2 separate regions of the Macaca mulatta genome follow, and region 2 is linked to region 1. A link is a contact called in public Hi-C data. All regions are on one chromosome and are shown on one strand. The core of a region is the stretch at or near the end of the contact, and the rest is flanking DNA. Distances in the headings are between cores, read along the strand shown. Region 1 holds the start of INTS6 (integrator complex subunit 6). Region 2 holds the start of DHRS12 (dehydrogenase/reductase 12).

Region 1 (4,233 bases), core at 926-3,425:
TCTTCACATTTTCAATGTCGGGAAGATCTTTTCACTAGCAGCTTCCCCTTCCTTTACCCGTATCCAAATCCTACCAGTCCTTTAAGACAGTGTTTCTTAAACCTGAATAATGTACAGACTCCTAAAATAAATTCTTATGATCCTGGAGAATGTTTTCAGTAGGCTGGGGACCACAGACCGGTTTGAAAAGCACACATATAAGAACTATTGTATAAGAACTAAAGACCAATTGTATAAAATTATACAAATGATCACGTTGAAAGAAAAATTTTATCTTTATAATTGGTAAAATAACTTGTATTTTGCCATAGAACTCTGATTCTTATCTTCAGATCTATGATGTTTAAGAAACACTACTTTAAGGCAAAGCGGAAACATACCGACCTTGGAAAATGTTCCTGCATCACCCCAAGTTAATACATTTTTATTTTTTCTGATTTGGTGTCTAACAACTTTCTGCGTTGGAGTAGCTAGTAATATCTAGTATTTTCCTAGAAAACACAAGCTCTTTGAATACAGGGACCACATTTTATTTATTTTTTATATACACCACACCTAATACACAGTACGTCCTCAGGAAGTATTGGCTGTAAAACCTATATTCCATGCTCTTATTTTGTAGTCCAAATGTCTTTAAAATATCACACTTCTTCTATTGTCCATACTCTTATAGAAGAGTATATTACTCAAATAGCTCTGCTATAAATTAACAGTAAGTTTCAGAAGTTATCTTAAAGTTAAAACTCCAAGTCACGAAACTCACGATTTTTTAAAAGTGCCACAAAGTGTCTCTTCTGTGTCAATGTTAATAGAACCCTTTCTTTAAACGATCAGTAGACAAACTAAGAATTTCCGGATAAAGAACAAACTCTGGAAAAACAGGGCTAGTGGGAGAGGCCCTATAAATACCTACCTAGTCTTACAAGTGCTGTCTCTAACTCAGCTTGTATTTAAGGCAGTTTCTTCAGTTTTTCAACTAATGTGTTTGAGAAAACTGTTTTCCTCGGACATGCAGGCGTGGACTCCTTACTTCAGGTAAGGTGACAGCAGCTTGACAGAGAATGCCTTCCCTCCCACGGCATTTGGGACGAGACTGAAGGAAAGACACAGGCGGGGTTACGGGAAACCCATGCTCTGCGCCATCTGGACAAGCTGAAGTCAGTGTTTCCGCTTTCACACGAGGTAATGGATTATGATGGGCTCAGGTCCCCTTTAGCTCTGAAACAGGTATTCTATGGCTCTAGGTAAACACGGCATGAGACAGGTATTTCTCTGGTAGGATCAGTTGTATTTCCCAGAGAATAAAACGGGCAACAAACCATTTATCGATATGTGAATGGTCCCCTAGGCCCTATTTGGGGCTGGATAAAGAAAAAGAAGGTTTGCTTCCTTTTTGGCGGGTCCTCCAACGACAGAGTTCATGGCCCGCTGCGCGTCCAACTTCCACCTCTCGTCGCTCACCGGAGGACGAGCGAGGCTCTGGGCGAGGACAGCCCCTCAACCGCACTCCCCAGAGGGAGCGCTGTGACTCGCGGAGATTAGTCCCCGGTCATAAACAACCTCTCACTTCCCCTCCCCCGCGCCCGCCCGCGCCGGGGCGGCCCTACGAGGCCCAGGAACCTCCTCCAGCGCCCGCGAGGCCCCGAGTCCTCCTCGGAAGGGCGGCTGCGGACCTGTCCTCTTCTCCTAACCAGGTGTTTGTCCACTTTACTCAGCCCTTCTTACTCGTCCACAATACAGCCACCTCAGAGGGGGCGCTGACGCCAGCCCCTTTTTTCCTTCTGTCGACCCCAATCACCTCCAACAGCCAGAGGCCGGCGGCCCTGACGCGCAGGCTCACCGCCGCGGCCGGCGCGCGCGCGGACGCGTCCCCCGCCCCCACCTCGCGGATCTTCCGCGGTTCGGCCCCGCCCCTTCCCGAAGCCCGCCTCCGGGTCGGCCCGCCCGCCCGCTCGCGCGCACCCGACGCCCCGCCTCCGCGCGTGCTCAATAACTGTCCCCGGAGCCGGCCTGCAAGCTTCCCCCGCCCCTGAGCTGTTTAAATATGCTAATGAGAGGGCAGGGACTAGCCAATAGAACGGCGAGGCGATGTATCACGTGGCTCGGGGACGTGTCAGGGGCGGAGCCTCCGCAGCCCCTGCCCGAGTTAAAATCGGAGTGTGAGAGAGAAAAGCGCTTCAGTAGCGAGAGGGGCTGAGAAAGTGGTGACACTGCCGGGGTGCGGAGGGAGTCCCTGAAACTTCTCCCAACAGCCCCAGGGCCAATCTCCCCTCAGCCCACTCCCCTCTTCGCCAGCTCCCAGGTCCCCACTCCCTGTACCGGGGGTGGGGTGGGGAGCCAGGCCCGTCTCCCGCTGGGACACACACAGGGGCCGGGAGCGGGGACGGGACCCCCGAGGCGGGGGGGACGGACCGACAGACAGACGGCTGGGCGCCCGCCCCAGCGGGCAGGCAGGCAGGAGGAGGCGGAGGCGGGGGTACGACGGGGAGGACTGGGTCTGGGGAGTTTCCTCTCAACTATCGGGGGAGAAACTCCCCGCAGCCGGAGGAAAGACCCAGACGGTGTTTTCCTCCCGGGGGCCGCGCACCCCCGCCCCGCGTAGCGGCGGTCGCCGCCACCGGCGCCTCCACCTCTACCATCTCCTCTTTCTCCACCACCTCGGGCCCCGGTGTCCCTGGCCAGCACTATGCCCATCTTACTGTTCCTGATAGACACGTCTGCCTCTATGAACCAGCGCAGCCATCTGGGCACCACCTACCTGGACACGGCCAAAGGCGCGGTAGAGACCTTCATGAAGGTACCGACTGACCGAGTCCGGGCGGCGACCCCGGCCCGGCGGCCCGCGGGAGGCAGGGTGGGGGAGGGCAGCCAGGGCGGGGGTGTCGGGGACCTGACTGCGGGAGCTGCCGGGCTCGGGGACCCCCTCCCCCACCGCGCGGGCGGGCGGGCGGGCGGGCGCTGCGAGCCGGGCTCGGCCGGGGCCCGGATTCCGGCCCCGGGCGGTGTGTGGGGAGCGATCTGTGTGTTGGGGGCGGCGTGGAGGGGTGGCCGCTGCGTGTGCGGTACTGTGGGGGCGGCGGGGCAGCTGGGCGCCCCTTCTCCGCCTCGTAACCTCGCCTCTGTGCTTCCCTCTCGCCCGCCCTGTTCCTCTTCCCGTCCCGCAGCTCCGTGCCCGGGACCCTGCCAGCAGAGGAGACAGGTATATGCTGGTCACTTTCGAAGAGCCGCCCTATGCTATCAAGGTAACAGCCCTCGCCCTCCCCCTTTCCTCTCTTCCCTTCCCTGTTCCTTCCTCGCTCGCCCTCCCCGCCCCCCCATTCACCCTTCATTATGCTCCCCTCCCCCACCCGCTGCGCTCCCAGCCGCTGAGGTCTCTTCCCTGCGGGCTCCCACCCCCTCCCCCGCTCGGCAGCGTCCTAGCGCGGCGCGGAGTCGCGGGGCCACCGCCGTCCCCTCCCGGCCCGGCCCGGCCCGGCGGCTGCGGCGGCGGCGGCGGCGCTGCGATCAACATGGCCGACATTTCCCCTCCGCGGCGTGAGCGGCAGCAATGAACTGTGGGGGATATTTATTCAAGTTAGCCGGAGTGACAGCCGGGCCCGGCCGCGCACAGCCCCGGTTTGCATTAAAGGGGAATCGGTCCGGCCGGCACGGGAGCCAAATACGGGGCTGCCAGGATTGGTCTTGTCAAATTCGTCCTAAGAGGGCCGGTGGGACAGCTGCAGGTTAACTTCCTAAGTCTGGCTCCCGTCTGCTTCCACTAGTACGTTCACATATCCACATTTTGGGTATTAGATTAGGTAGTAAATTTGTCAGTGAAGTTATAAAGTATTAAGGTTGTTAACTACCAAAACCTAGAGAGGAAGCAGGTTTATTCCTGGGCCACCTTTGGAGGAGAGTTTCCTCAGCAGTGGTACAGTATTAACACGTTAACCAAGCCAAACCAACCAAAAGTGAAGCTGCTACTTGGTGACTGTCAGATTATAACCGCTGTGTGTACATGGCTTTAAAAAATGAAAAAAAAAAAAATCTTACATTTTTCTTTTCAGGCTGGATGGAAAGAAAACCATGCAACGTTTATGAATGAACTGAAAAACCTTCAGGCTGAAGGACTTACGACTCTTGGCCAATCCCTAAGGACAGCTTTTGATTTATTAAATTTAAATAGATTAGTAACTGGCATAGACAACTATGGGCAGGTAGGTTGAATAATAAGGTGGCAAAATAGTTGATTTT
Region 2 (4,233 bases), core at 999-3,498, 340 kb before region 1:
CCACCTATGGGAAATGAAGCAATCCTACCCATTTTGACGTTTCTCTTAAAAGCACCCTGGGCCTAACTTACTTAACATCCGTAATTTTCTTATTAGATGTATAGAAAGTTGGAGCTAAAAGGAGCCCCGGATGTCACCTAGTCTGGCCCTTTTTTTGTTCAGATGAGAAAAAGTGAGGCCCAGCGGCTGACTTGCCCCCATTTAGTATGGTGCAGCAGGGAAGGTGTGGACTCTGGAATCGTACTACCTGGCCTCAAAGCCTGGCTCCACCGTGTATTTACTGTGACCTGAGTCAAGTCATGTAACCTCTCTCTGTTTGTTCATCTATAAAATGGGGATAATAGCAAGAGTAACCATATGGATCAGTGTGAGAATTAAGTGCTATAATCCACAATGCTTGGCACACTTTAAGCCTTCTATACATTTTATCACACGGGTCACACAGGGAATAACTGGCAGAAATTGGTTTAGAATCCAGCTCAGCTGACTCCAGTTAAACTGGAAGATTCGTCTATGAACTCCATACTGCCCTTTGTTTCTTTGTGTGTGTTACTTGGCATCCAAGTGAGAGCGGAAGCTCATTTTGAGACTGGGGTTGGCTTTTCCTAAGACCTCCTCTTTAAATGTATATAATGTATACATGAACTACCTCATGGATGCTTGATTGGAGGCTAACACTGGACACCTCATGCCCTCATTGGAACCTTTCTTGAATGTACACTGTGTGGCTGTAAGCGTAGGGGAGAAAGGAATGAGAAGAAAACTTGAGGGAAATGAACACTTCTGATCACTTCGTATGAAACTAAGCTCTTTATAATGAATGCCTTTAATCATCACAACCACCCCACGCGGTGCGCATATTCATTCCCATTTTACACATGAAAAAACCAAGACTGAGGGCGTATGCAGCATGCTCAGGTTCACCTGGCTAATGCAGAGAGCTGGGTTTCCAGCCACATTTTTACTTCAAGGGGCCGCTGACACCCTCCAAGAGACGTGGTGGTTCAAAACTATTTCTCATCCCCGCTCTGTGAGCCAAAAGCCTATTTCCTGAGGTGGTCAGAGAGATTCAGAGCAGACTGACACCTTTTCCATCACTGACACAAAGAGGAGTGTATTAAAAACAGTATGTAGCCCTGGGGATCTAAAATTTGGCTTTTTGGAGCCAAATCGGACAGGCATTGAACGTCACACGAGGCTGGGTGGTTTTACAAAACGCCACTTGTTTAAATTTCATCACTCTGTCAGGAATAACAGCAACGTAGTGGAGCCTCAGAGTCCTGTTCAGAGGGGCGAGCTGTTCTGGGGAAATTTATTTCAAAAGTTATTCTGAAGTAAAACTTGCCCACTGCGGGGTGAGGTTGGACAGTGATCCTATATCCTAGGTAATGAGGCTATGAAAGCAGCTAGTCTGTGTTCAGCTTATGTAAGTGGGACCCAGTCTCTGGGCGACTTGGGTAAACCGGTATAGAATTTAACAGGGTGACTAGCAGTGACAGCAGCAGTAAGACCCCCATTTCTAATGTGGCGTTAGGGCTGGAGATTAGATGTGGACAGGGGTGTCTGAGTCCTACATAGCGGGGCTGGAATGGGGCTGGATTACTAGTCTGAGATCTGGGTTCATGCAGCAACCACACTTTTTTACTCACACTGTTCATTTGGGCTTGGGTGGAAGGAGGCTGATGAGGATTTGGGGGAAATCAAGGGGCTCTCCCTGGCACTGCATGAAGTCGCAGAACCAGTGGCAAAAGTTCAGACTTTGGAGACAATTACTTCTCGGGTGGGAGCCCCAGCCCTGCCTCTTGCCTGCGATGTCGCCAATCTGACTGCGCTTGCTGGAGACGGGAAATGTGGCAGGGCACTGCATCCCCCAACACATGTAGGAACTTAGAGAATGCCAGTTATTACAATAACCCTTAACACCAATTCGATGCAGAAGTCTTTTAAATATCGTAAGCCTCGTCGTTTTATTCCACATGGTTTTCTAGGTAACCAAATTCTCGGAGGTGCGTCGCATCCCGGCCATGCCCAGCAGGACGGTGTTCTCTAAACGGCACTGATGCCCGATTTCAACCCCGAGGAGACTGCGGACCTCGACTGTGGCCCCCACGAGGGCCGGTCCGCCCTCACTCCACCCTCTGAGGCTGGGGCGGAGTCGACCGGCCGGCCCCGAGACCCCTCGCCTTCCTTGTGGAGCAAGGTCCCGGAAGCCGCGGCTCTTACATAACCGGGATGATGTAAGGGCGGGCGACTCCCGCGGGGCGGGACCGGGGCGGAGGCCGCGCCGGGAGCGCGGAGGGGCTCGGCGTGCGGCGCGCCCGCCATGTCCCTGTACCGCAGCGTCGTGTGGTTCACCAAGGGGCTGCGCGAGGACACCAAGTAAGGCGGCGCGGCGGGGCGCGGGCCCCGGGCCCCGGGCTGTCACGTGGCCCGCCTCGGCGCGGGCTAGCGGGGTTGGCGGGGACGCGCCCGCGGCTCCTTCGCAGTCTCGCTGGGCCGACTAAGCGAGTCCAGAACGACTGGGGCGCCTGCCCTCTACTGGTCCGCGGCTGGGCGTGGGGCGGTCGCCAGACTCCAGCCCCTCAACGCCCGCAACCGAGACTGGCGCCCGAGGGGCGGGACTGTGGCGCGCCCAGGCCCAGGGCCGTCCCACTGACGTCAGGCGGCCCTGGAGCCAACGAGACTCCTGGGCGTCACCTCGGCGCCCTGCGGGGTGTGCTCCTGGAACTGTCTTCGTAGTGCTGCTGGCGGCGTCAGATAGGGCTGGATCTAAATCGCTAGCCCAGGCTCTGTCCTCGTACCTTTGGGTGTGTTTCCTTTAAGAAGATGCGGCACCTGGACTGCGACCTTTGGCTCCAGCTGGAACTTTCCAGCCTGGGTCTCCAGCCAGTGTGGCTGTGCACCCAGTGTGTGCTTCTGGGGAACAGTGCGTGGTGGTTTTGTCGCCCCGTGATCACGCTCAGTGTGCCCTAGTTGGCTCTCCACCTCATTGTTGTTTTAAGAGGTGACAGGTTCCTGTGACGGAGGACAGATGGAGGTTTTCTCTTGGGATTAGGCTAACCGCTGGTTCTCAACCCTGTCTGCACATCAGAATCACTGGGCGAGAATTAAAAGTACCCAGTTTTCAGCCTCCGTCCCTACAGATTCTGATTCAGTGGGTCTGCACAGGGGCCTGGACTGGCGTTTCACCCAAATCCCCAGGTGATTCTCACCTCTGAGAGGCTTCTCCCGTCACTGGGGCGTTATCAGTTCTCACGGCAACCTGGCCAGCATTCCTAGGGGAGGTAGGAGTTGCAGCTCCCTTCTCTTCACCCCACATCGTTTTGGGGAAAGTTCAGCTCTGCCTCAGGAGCCCCTGCTGCAGAGAATGGTGGGGAGTGTAGCCGTGCGCCCTGTCCCACTGTTTTTAGGGGAGTACAGTGGCAGCCTCTTTCTTTCAAAGGGGTGTCCTCTGGCAATGACCATTAATTGCTGGATCTTTCCACATTATACAGCATGAAAGCTTGCGTCAGTTTCCAAGCCGGGGTGGGCCCCAAGGAAAGCAGGCTGTAAAAATCTCTCTGAGGACTCTTTCTCTCTGTTTCCCCGCCTTGAGGGAAGGTAGAAGTGAGGCCAAGGGGCCCAATTCACCACACATTGGTGGGGGAAGGGAGGGGAGGGGAAGGCAGCTGGCAAAGTTAGATGGGTTTTCCTGTTCTTGTAGATTTAGTGAATGGGACAGAAAAACAACAACCTTATTTTGACTTCAGTGTGAGAGCGCGGAGTCAGAGTTTACAGCGTTTCTCTTGGCACAAGGATTTTTATAAAGCCTCCCTTTATTGGGCTCCTAGGCAGGAGGATCTAATCACTGTTTCCTCGACTTTGCTGAACCTAATAATTCCCTGGGGCAGTTTTAAACAGACTTCTAAACCCTGGGCAAGTGTGGATGGGTCCTAAGCAAATTCCATATTTGGGTAAATTGAGGGTGTGGGGAGACACAGATACCTGCCAGCTTCCCCCTCCCCATCCCTGTCACCTCAGGTTCAGGAAACAGTAAGTACAAATGCCCTCTCAGCTTGAATCAAAATCATGGGCAAGGCACATGAAACCGCAGGTTGCCAAGCAAGCAGTTTTGAGTCAGTAGGCAGGGCATTTCCAACAGGTTTCCAGGTGATGCTGATGCAGCTTGTCTGGGGACTGCCCTTTGGCACCGAGGCTGGGTGTTGAAGAATGGAACACCCAGCCTTTGGCTTC

Evidence for each region. Hi-C and Micro-C count contacts between places; a contact is called where the count stands out from the background.
Region 2: a contact with region 1 is called in a Hi-C map of CD4 T cells, with 7 times the contacts expected there. The contact joins the promoter of DHRS12 here to the promoter of INTS6 in region 1. A contact is called at or near these places in 5 of 14 Hi-C or Micro-C datasets (CD4 T cells, cortical neurons, fetal cortex germinal zone and 2 more).

The regions. Positions count from the first base shown.
Region 1 is chr17:30,690,079-30,694,311 of T2T-MMU8v2.0, reverse strand. INTS6 (integrator complex subunit 6) reads left to right here and starts at 2,175. Exons shown (of 22, transcript XR_003724325.2): 1 at 2,175-2,797; 2 at 3,165-3,242; 3 at 4,047-4,196. It overlaps LOC144336145 (a long non-coding RNA gene), which reads right to left and starts at 2,991. Exons shown (of 4, transcript XR_013407650.1): 1 at 2,759-2,991.
Region 2 is chr17:31,030,035-31,034,267 of T2T-MMU8v2.0, reverse strand. It overlaps DHRS12 (dehydrogenase/reductase 12), which reads left to right and starts at 2,248. Exons shown (of 11, transcript XM_002808146.4): 1 at 2,248-2,379. The coding sequence starts at 2,324.